3 separate regions of the Zea mays genome follow, and all the other regions are linked to region 3. The links are chromatin contacts, called in public Hi-C maps. All regions are on one chromosome and are shown on one strand. The core of a region is the stretch at or near the end of the contact, and the rest is flanking DNA. Distances in the headings are between cores, read along the strand shown. Region 1 holds the start of LOC103635674 (SBP-transcription factor 11). Region 2 has its middle 16 kb from the start of LOC100216730. Region 3 holds the start of LOC100281565 (LEC14B).

Region 1 (3,414 bases), core at 204-2,703, 450 kb after region 3:
ACGTTAGCACACTGCTACATCCCCCATTGTACACCTGGACCCTCTCCTTACGCCTATAAAAGGAAGGTCCAGGGCTCTCGTACGAGAAGGTTGGCCGCGTGGAGAGGACGGGACGACGCGTGCAGGCCTCTCGCTCCCTCCCGCGCGGACGCTTGTAACCCCCTACTGCAAGCGCACCCGACCTAGGCGCGGGACAAACACGAAGGCCGCGGGTTTCCCCTTTACGCCCGTCTCCCTGTTTTCCCCCTCCGTGATCCGTCTCGCGCCGACCCATCTGGGCTGGGACACGCGGCGATAATTTACTCGTCGGTTCAGGGACCCCGGGGTCGAAACGCCGACAAATAGATATGTTTTTCTCGTGTTTTTTTCTCTCTTTCACATCAAGGAAGTTTTTTCCACGTTAAACTCTCTGTCTCTTTTTCCCATCTACAATCCTAACATAAACCTATCCAAATGAATGATCTGTACCTACATCACTTACCACATAAGGTAGCAATTAGCTTGCAAGCTAATTTAAAGCTACACACCACAGCACACAAGTATTCAGTAATCACTTGGACGATAGTATCCTAAATGTCCTAATATGTTGCAAAAAAACTGAATGCATATCTTACTAGTACTTGACATTAATTGCACTCGTGCGCATCAGCCTGGTGCTGGTATACCGAGAAAAAATTCCCAAAAGACTAGGCTATATACTAGCCCTCCACAGCTTTTGGAATCAAAATTTGAAGTTTATTAGAGTTGTAGAAATATACTAAAAATGTAATAAATATCATTAGATTATTAATAATATATATTTTTATTTTAAATACATTTAGAGATAGAAATAATGATATTTTTTATAAATATAATCAAACATAAAAACATTTTTTAAAATGGAATATACATTTTAAAATGGAATAAGTTAGTATTCCTATTCTAAATTATAAAATATTTTGATTTTTAGATATATATAAAGTTTATATCCACTTAGATATGCTCCATACATCCCAAAATATAATTTATTTTAGATTAAACATACGTTCATTAATTAATATATAAATGTAATTTGTATGTATATTTATATTTATTATCATCCATTTAAAGGTAGATAGAAAAAAGAAACTATAACCAACAATATTTTATAACGGAGGGAGTACATTAGAGCACTAATTCTTTTTCCTATCTTCGGTCCATTGTGCATACATTGCACGCAGCCTCACCGTTCACCGGGGCAGAGTCAACTCACAGGAAAGACGAAAGAGGATCTAAAAAAACTCAAGAAAGACCATTGAGGCCTTGAGGGCTCCAAAAAGGAAAGAAAGGAAATGATACGAAAGAAAAGAAGAGAATCATGTCGAGTTGCCCACTCGCGACTCGCGGTTGTCCGTTGGCTACCGCCTACCGAACAGCAGTGGTTGGCAAAAAAAATGGATGTCGACCCCGAGATGCACGTCGTCCTCTAGTCGCGTCGCATGTCGACATGATGGCACGCGCCAGCCGCCAGCAGGAGTGCAGGACCCAGCCCGGCGCCATCGCCCTGCTACGACCGTCCGCTTCCCAGCCCAGAGATCGCCATCCCATCCCACCATCCACGGGCCAAGCGCCGCCGGCCGCCGGCGTCCCGTTCAGGACTTCAGTTCAGGCACTACGGTCAGATCCACCGCACGGGCCCCACCCCGACGACAACAAACAAGACGACGGCGTCCGCACTGACGCATGGGCCCCATCCGTATGTTGCTGTGGCGTCAAGATTCGCCAATCGGACCAACCAATCTTCCCACTGCACCCGCAGCCAACAACCCCACACTGGTCTGGGGTGGCCCTCTCGTCAGCGAGCACGCGCGGGGCAGCCCCGGTTGTCCAGCGCCGCCCACCTACCTGCCCGGCCGGATCCTCTGTCGGGTCACTGACGTGCGAGGCCGGCCTGAGCCTGGCCCCGCACGTCAGTGACCTAAGAGGAATGGCTTCGCCTACCTGCTGTGACTGGGGACGCCAGGACCAATTCCATTCGCTCCACCCCGCGACCGCGAGTCCCTCCCTTCCTGCCTCCCCCCGCGGAATCGTGAGGGTTCCCAAATCGCCGGAGTTGATCCTGCCGTGCGGGCGCGCGGTGGTTAGGGCTAGTCTGTCTCCGGAAATGGACGCCCCCGATTCCGGCGGTGGCGGCTCGGCGGATGCCGGCGAGCCTATCTGGGACTGGGGCAATCTCCTCGACTTCGTCGTCCAGGATGACGACTCCCTCATCCTCCCCTGGGATGACGCCGCCGGCATAGCAGCATCCGACCCCACCGAGGCCGCCACGGCACTGCTCCCCGCCTCGCCCCCGCTTCCGCAGTCGGTGGAGGAGGAGCCGGAGCCGGAGCCGGAACCGGGGCCAGTGCTTCCGCCGCCCCCTCTTCGGGTTCAGGGGATCGGGCGCCGCGTCAGGAAGCGGGACCCGCGGCTGGTGTGCCCGAACTATCTCGCGGGGATAGTCCCATGCGCGTGCCCCGAGGTGGACGAGATGGTCGCCGCTGCCGAGGTGGAGGACGTGGCGACGGAGTTCCTTGCTGGCGCGCGGAAGAAGACTAAGACTGCTGGTCGCCGTGGCAAAGCGGAAGCTGCAGGTACTGCCGGAGGAACTGTCCGCGCGGCGGTGGCGGAGATGAAGTGCCAAGTGCCTGGCTGTGAGGCGGACATACGGGAGCTGAAAGGGTACCATCGCCGGCACCGTGTGTGTCTGCGCTGCGCGCACGCTGCTACTGTCATGCTCGATGGTGTCCAGAAGCGCTACTGCCAGCAGTGCGGCAAGTAAGCTCTAGTTTCTCCACTCCTAACTGTTTTATTAATCGGCATGAAACAGATTCGTATCAGTAGGATAGACAAGTATGCTCGGCACATTCGTATCAGTTTAAAATTCGTTTGTTATTGTTTGATTGCCTTTCCTTTTTATCCAAAAGTGACTCAGAATTCATACGTGATGTTTGGATTTAATCCAATGTTAAGTACAAACTTCGCGTTTTCCAGAGGCTTTCTTTTTACTAGAATTTCGTGGATTTTTTATGCTCCTATCAGTTAGGTTGCATCATGACATTATGGTACAATGCTAACTTTTCTTTTTTCTTCTGAGTCTTTCCTTAGGGGAGTATCTTGTTGTGGTGCAATTTTATAACAAGTCTTTACTTTACATGGTTTGTCTTGGTGTTAGTTTTTTTTCCCTTAACGATGCATCATAGCAGAATATACATTTCTCAGCATGCATCCATATAGTCAATAAATCTACTAAGCCAAATTAGTTACTGCTACATGTCCACGTGGCTGACAAAGATGTAACCAAAATATTGTGCAGTATTCACTGATGAAACTCATGGTTCATTCTTGTTAATTATGAAAAGTGATGGTGTACTTTGCTGCTTATTCTTTTGGTGTCTGGTGTTGACTCAAGGATGT
Region 2 (3,566 bases), core at 98-2,597, 350 kb after region 3:
CTTATTTATATCTATACTATACTTAAAGCACCAGTTTCAACGGTCGTCACACGTCATCTTTTTACAAATAACCCCTCACAGCTATTTCAAATTAATCCGATGCACGCCTATAGATGGCCAAACGACTGCCCGGCACGGACCAGACGCCCGCGGGCCACAACTCTGGCCCAGGCACATCATGCCGGCCTACTGACTGTGCTGGGCTAGCCCGTCGGCCCATTTGATTAAATCAGCATAAAATGCTAAAAAACAGTGCAGGAGGTGGGGCTTGAACTCATGCCTTGATGGAAGAAGAGCGAGAGATACTAGGTAAAGTTGTCTAACCAGTAGAACATCATGTTTAGATATTTTTAATATTGAATATAAATTATATATATGTATATAAGTTTTTTTATAAAATTTAAAAATATAATCGTGTCAGGCCGGACCAGCACTACGAGCCGAGGCTACAGCCCAATCACAGCACGACGTTCTTGACTCTTGCAAGCATTAGGTTGTTTCTGAGACCACATTGGCGCAATGGACTCCATGATGTTTGAGGTTGCTGAATTGGATGGAGCAACAATGATTTGTCACACTAACAGTAAAATAAAAGATTATTTATTGTTTTTAAATATTAGTAATTGCTACGAAGTAGCATAATTTATATGGAGTGCATCCAGTTTTTATTGATGCTGACTTTAGCAATCACTCCATATTTTGATCTATCTTTTTTATAAGTTTGAGTTCATGTGACTTATTTTAGAAACTTGAGCTCACAAATTTTCTCTTATTTGGTCTCTGTATGGTGGAATTATGTCATTTTATAATCTCTGTTCGTTCAGTTAGTCGTTGTGAACTCTTTTCTAATCGCTCACTTCATTGGTCGTATTGTACCAAGACATATTGGATGGAGTAAATAATAACATCAGTTAGCCAAATCAAAAAATATTATACAGAGAGCGGAGATAATCAATAAAAAATATTATTTTTTGTAGATAGTTTATATGGGCATTGTTGTAAGCCGTCGCAACGCACGGGCAACCGACTAGTAATATATAATAAAAGAGTAACCGGCAAGCTGACCGTGAAGGCGCTAAAAGACTGACTATATGTATTGACAACAGAGTAGTGTTTTTGTCTCTCTCTCTCTCTCTCTGGGTGATGACTCGTGGTCGCAGATTGCGGCGCGTGGCTTTAGCGCTGGCGTTTATCTGCCGCCCCAGCCCAGCCCAGGCTAGCTGGCGCTGGCGGCGACCGCGACGCCGACGGGGCCCGTGTGCGACAAAACGGGGGCTGCGAGGCCGGGCCCGGCGTACGGCGGCTTTGGTGGTGTGAGTGATCGTTTTGCCAGACGACGGCGCCTAGTATATGATTATTGGGTGGTGTACGAGGAGTACGTACCCCTACGGCGCATGCCTTATGATGATTAGTGTAGTACGTACTGACGAAGTCACGAAGAAAGAAGAAAACACGTGTCGAGACCAGAGGACGGCCTGGCGTGATTGTGCAGCCCGGGTTGAGCGGGCCCAGCACGTTTCGTACAGTCCAACGCAGGTCAAGAAAAAATAATAGGCGTGAGATCGAGAGAGAGAGAGAGAGAAATAATCACGCATGGATGCACCCTCGAGTGGCACCCTAGTAGCAGCAGTAGTACCTCGCAGCGTCCTAATGCCCACATCAAGTTGCAACTTGCAAAGCGACAAGGGATCGAGTACCCGGCCGCCTACCAGCCAAGCCAGTCTACTGTGTCGCACTTAGCAATCCGAGACACCACTTTACTCAATAACAGAGAGTTTGATCCTCTTGGATCTATGCGTGCATGAGCAGAGAGAGGAGGAGGAGGAGGAGGTTACCGTGTTGTAGATCTTGGCGCGGTGGTGTTACCTGGTCGTTGTCACTGTTAGGATTTATGGGCTTGGCCCAATTAAGTTATTCAAATAAATCCCAGGAAAATCTCAAAAGCCCATATAAGTGGATGGCAAAGGGATAGGTGGAACCAATAGCACCATATTGCTAGCTCTTGTGGAGTAGAGCTAACTTAAATATGGAAGCCACACTCACTCACCAAGTCATGGATGAGAGGAGAGAGTGTGGAGAGCCACGCGCGCGCGCGCGCTCGCTCGCCTCGCCTGGCCTGGCCGGGGCGAAGGGCGCGGGCGCACGACATACGCGTGAATGGTCCGCCGAAATCCGGCCCCTCGCCTTGCGGGGGCGCGGCTACCTTTTGCCGTTTGATTTTTTGGTTTCTTGGCTGTTACGCTTATCCTAACCGATCGCTACAAAATCTCAACTGATTGCGAGATTTTCGTGGGCGGATAAGCACGGGGGGTCGCGGACTCGACCCTATAAAAGGAGCCCGGCAGCTAGCCTCCAAATCATCCCAGATCCCAGTTCGCTTTCGCCTCTCTTCATAGCTGAGCCGCCTTTTAGTTCCCTTCGTCCCGACCGCAGAGGTGCATCTGCGATCAAGAGAGCAGGTCTCCGGAACCCTTCGTCTTCTAGATCCTGCACCGGGAGAGGGCGAATAAGGTTTTTGGGAAGCGTCTTCACGCGACTGCTCGTGATCTGCTGACCTCGTCAACCCATCTGATCCTGGCGCGCGCCAACAATCAGTAAGTCTAATCAGTACGCATCATCTGATTTGGCTTTTATTTCAGTTCTTCTGATTTGGTCATGATTTATATTCGGAATTTAATTTGGAATTTGTCTAATTATTCAACAATCCAAAAACCTTATTGTAGACAATTTCCTAGTTTTTCAATGGCTGCTTTTGCCGACGCGCTGAAGCCAGAAAAGTTTAATGGTATGCACTTTAAGAGATGGCAAGTCAAGGCCACGCTCTGGCTTACTGCTATGAATGTCTTCCATGTTAGTAAAGGCAGACCTGAGGGTCCACTGACTCCTGAACAGGAGAAAGAGTACGACCATGCCAATACTATGTTCACGGGAGCCGTTCTTAGCGCCCTTGTTGACCGTCTGGTTGATGCGAATATGCAGTACACAGACGGGAAACAGTTGTGGGATGCACTTACTACTAAGTATGGTGCATCAGATGCTGGCAGTGACCTGTATATCATGGAGAGCTTTCATGATTATAAGATGGTTGATAATCGCTCTATTGTAGAGCAAGCTCATGAAATACAGTGTATAGCCAAGGAGCTCGACCACCTTAAGATAGTCCTTCCTGACCGATTTGTGGTCGGATGCATTATTGCAAAGTTGCCTTCTACATGGAGGAACTTCGCCACAGCTCTGAAACATAAGAGACAGGAGATATCAGTTGAAAATCTGATAGCGTCTCTGGATGTTGAGGAGAAAGCTCGGGCTAAGGACACGGGATCTAAAGGAGGCGAGGGCCACTCCAGCGCCAACATGGTTCAGAAGAACCACAACAAGGGCAAAGGAAAGCCAAAATCTAACAAGCCCAACAAAACTACCAACTTCAAGAAGAAGAAGAACAAGGCTGAATTGACATGTTTCGCATGTGGCGAGGCGGGTCATTTTGCCAAGGATTGTCCCGATCGAGCGGATCGCCGTGGCAAAAAGGGCAATGTCAACACAGTGATCGCTAGCAATGAGGAAGA
Region 3 (3,501 bases), core at 596-3,095:
TGTCCTACAGGTACTTCCAGTCATTGTAGTTGATGTAATGGTTGGAACAACTTCGATGCATTTCATCTTGGTAGCCAGACATAGGTAAGGTCAATATTGCACAACTCATCTTTGGATGCTAGCCTCTATGATATTGTCCATGTGAAACATCCATTTCCCAACTGCAACATGTTTCCACTAGAAGAACCGGAACTACCCAGCTCCCAGCCCATATGCTCTCCCGTCAAAAGATACAATAATAAAAAAAATGAAAACTTGTTGTAAAACATGTAACCACATCTGGTACTCTTTGGTTTATTCACCTGTTGAACAGAGTTGCATATGAAATATTTCTTCTTGATAAGAAGAATAATGAAAGAGATTTATCTACAATGCTGACTGATGAAAAGTTGCAAAATAGAGTTACATGCAAACCAAAACTGAACAAAGCATGTAGAATAAGGGTGATAAGCTAAACTTATTAAATCCAGGAGAAACTTACAAGATACCGCTGATCAGGTGATAAGGATACATCACTGATTGTCCATCTTAAACACCTAGCATGAATGTCTTTGTGTATGCTCCAGCCTCTATCAACATCGTATATTCTTATGTGACTTCCCTGAAAATGAAAAGAAATGTTATTTATACTACGTCTATAAATTTTAACTTTAAAAATGCATAACATGATGACAGAAAAAGTAAACACCAGGAAATTCTGACTTGAACTTGTTTAAAACCTCGACTATTGTTGGTTGAGCATAGCATACCTGAAAACCAGCAACAAAAAGAGTACCATCAGCAGAAAACTGTGAAACGTAAGCACGAGAATCCATCCTATCCAATAATTCAGGATTGTTCATCGGAACATGACGACCTAGAACAAATGCACGGTCACCAGAAGAGAACATCCCCTTTCCAGAACAATCAATTTCCCTTCGAGATAATAACTTGGCAGTTGATATTATGCCTCTGTTGGTACCCATGGACTTGTAGCTTTCAGTAAGTCCTGATCTCATTCGGGTCATATGAAAAATATCATTATGTAGTGTTGCAAACTCATCGTTCACTTGAACTGAGCCAGATCCACCAGTATTCTGCCCTTCAGCCTCATAGTATTCATCGTCTAGCCTACTCATGCCATAACCCATTCTTTCAGGCCGATGTATTTATTGATTTTCTCTGCAAACACTTATCAATATTCAGACTCAAAGGCTTGTTTATAGAAATCGGAATGTTTCCAAGGAACAACGAAATTTGTTACATCTTTGCAATTGCATAAAAGACACATATCACGTGAGAGCAGCCTGTTTTTTAAGGTCAGGAGCAGCTTATGTTGGCCAGTTTGTTCGTTGAATGTGCTTTTTTAACTAGAATTCACAAGCCCGATTCAAACCTCTGGTTTCTACTCTAAATACACCCTATAAATTGTGGTATTGCATCATAAAATATTTTAAAACAGTGAAACTGCATCCGCGAACATGCAGGAACAAAGATTTTACTACTGATAATTACTAGCTATCAGGGGGAACCCAGTAAAGGGCATGGGTATACACATGTACACACGATAATTTTTGCCCAAAAAAAAGAGTTAGCAGGGATAATACTACATGTACACTACACTTGTAACTACATCAGATTCGACAAATAGATGTTAGGGGAAGAAAAGGGATAGGCGTACCCGGTGGGTGCTTGTCCCCGGCGAAGGGCCCAAAGAAGACCTGAGCAACTGTTGTAGGGCGGAGGCGATAGTCGCCCAGTCGCCGCCACGAGAGAGCGAGAAGCGCGCACGCACCAGGGGACGGGAGAACCACGCCAGAGCGAGCCAAGGGACAGAGGGAAGCGCCGGAGAATGGGAAGAGCCTGGGCGGACCGGATAACAAAAAAAAAAGGGCTTGTAGAGGGTTTTCTTGCTGGTAGCAAGCGGTTCTTTGCACACACAGTCACACCTCACGCATAAGAAAACAAAGTGATGAACGGGAGAGATTTGCCATTAGTATTTGTTGGCGCCGATCTAACCGTCAATCACTACGATATGCATTGGTGATGATGCTCGCGGACACAATCACACCTCACGCATAAGAAAACAAAGTGAAGAATGGGAGAAAATTGCTATTAGTATTTGTAGGCGCCAATCTATACGCCAATCACTACAATGTGCATTAATGGCGGTGCTCTCTACGGCAGCGTGGACGGTCCGCGACCTGGCGCAGGAGTTAGAGTTTCTGCAGACAAGTCGTACGGTCCACGCCTGATGGGCGAACGGTCCACGCGTGTAGAGGCGATGGAGTTCGCCAACAACACCTAGATCTCGCTTCCGGAAGGGACCCATCGAGGAGGAGAGGTTATAGGATTTATTTTGGGATCGGCAGACCATCCAAGACGCCTCTAAACGACATAGAGCCGGAGAGAGATGAAGATTAGAGGGGAAACTATGTTATTGTCCACACCTAGGGCAAAAGGTAAAGAACGGAAGATAAATTGATTGTTTGATTAATTGTTGGTGATTGTATCGGTCGTACCCCTTAATATATATAGGAGGGAGATCTAGATCCGTTTCTAGACGTCTCCCAACAGCAACACCGGATTTAGAGGGGCAAATCGCGTGGAAAACAGATTAGTTGTGCCTAATCTGATCTATTCGTGGACCGTCCACGCCTACGGGCGGACTGTCCTCGTGCTGGACCATCCGATCCTCAAGGTCGGACCATCTGACTATGCCCAGTACCACAAATGGTGCTCAACACATGTCCCTCTTTCTTTTGGAGGAGCTGGGTGAACCAAAAGCACTAGCACATGATGTAATCAACTCGACGTGACCACATCGGTTCTTTTAAGCATCTTGCCACGTACTACAATGATATTGCTTCCAAAAACGTTCGTTCAGCGCATTGGACAAGTCCTCACCTTGTAATTTTGTAATATATAAGTGTTTCCAGGTAATGATATTACATGTGTGATCTTTTAAAGACCTTTCTAGCTTGGCGACTATTTTCCAAACTTCCGGTCTCTGTTCCTCAATGGCAAGATGGTCTTTCATACCAGGTTTCCAACCTGGAATGACTTAGCCTTGACCTTATTGTTGTAAGCTTTGCCGACCATGATCTTGTCTTTTCTATTTCTCCTAGAGCTATCAATCTCTTGTTGGTCACTTCATCAATATAGTCTATCATTGAATTATAATAATCACCGACAGTTACATCATTCTGACTGGCGAACCTGACAACATTTAGGCTTACCTCCACATGCAAAACCGCTTCCTGCCAAAAACAAGCTCAAAGGAGAAACTTTAGTAGCATGGTGTTTAGATATTCTATGAGCCCATAAAGCTTCAGACAAAACCTTATGCCAATGCTTAGGATGATCAGATATTTTCTTTTTATAAGGCTAATCAATGTCCTATTACTAGACTCGGCCTTCTCATTGTCCTGAGCATAATATGGAGACGAATTGAGCAACTTGATCTTATATGATTCAGCAAACTTATGTACCTCATTTGATATAAAAGAAGTCCCCTGGTCT

What was found. Hi-C and Micro-C count contacts between places; a contact is called where the count stands out from the background.
Region 1: a Hi-C map of tassel shows a contact between it and region 3, with 6 times the contacts expected there. The contact joins the promoter of LOC103635674 here to the promoter of LOC100281565 in region 3. A contact is called at or near these places in 11 of 25 Hi-C or Micro-C datasets (bundle sheath, ear, endosperm and 5 more).
Region 2: a Hi-C map of ear shows a contact between it and region 3, with 3 times the contacts expected there. The contact joins the enhancer-like site here to the promoter of LOC100281565 in region 3. A contact is called at or near these places in 6 of 25 Hi-C or Micro-C datasets (ear, endosperm, leaf and 2 more).

Annotation. Positions count from the first base shown.
Region 1 is chr8:108,921,061-108,924,474 of Zm-B73-REFERENCE-NAM-5.0, forward strand. LOC103635674 (SBP-transcription factor 11) reads left to right here and starts at 1,454. Exons shown (of 10, transcript XM_008658070.2): 1 at 1,454-2,775. The coding sequence starts at 1,466.
Region 2 is chr8:108,823,889-108,827,454 of Zm-B73-REFERENCE-NAM-5.0, forward strand. No RefSeq gene overlaps it. Among protein-coding and RNA genes, the nearest start is that of LOC100216730, 16 kb to the left of the region's middle. Within about 2 kb of position 1,348, at least 18 of the 20 cell types and tissues checked have an H3K27ac peak or open chromatin away from gene starts, as enhancers often do. A contact at or near this core is called in ear, endosperm, leaf and 2 more, where this site is marked.
Region 3 is chr8:108,471,924-108,475,424 of Zm-B73-REFERENCE-NAM-5.0, forward strand. It overlaps LOC100281565 (LEC14B), which reads right to left and starts at 1,846. Exons shown (of 10, transcript NM_001154484.2): 1 at 1,661-1,846; 2 at 750-1,161; 3 at 482-601. The coding sequence starts at 1,130.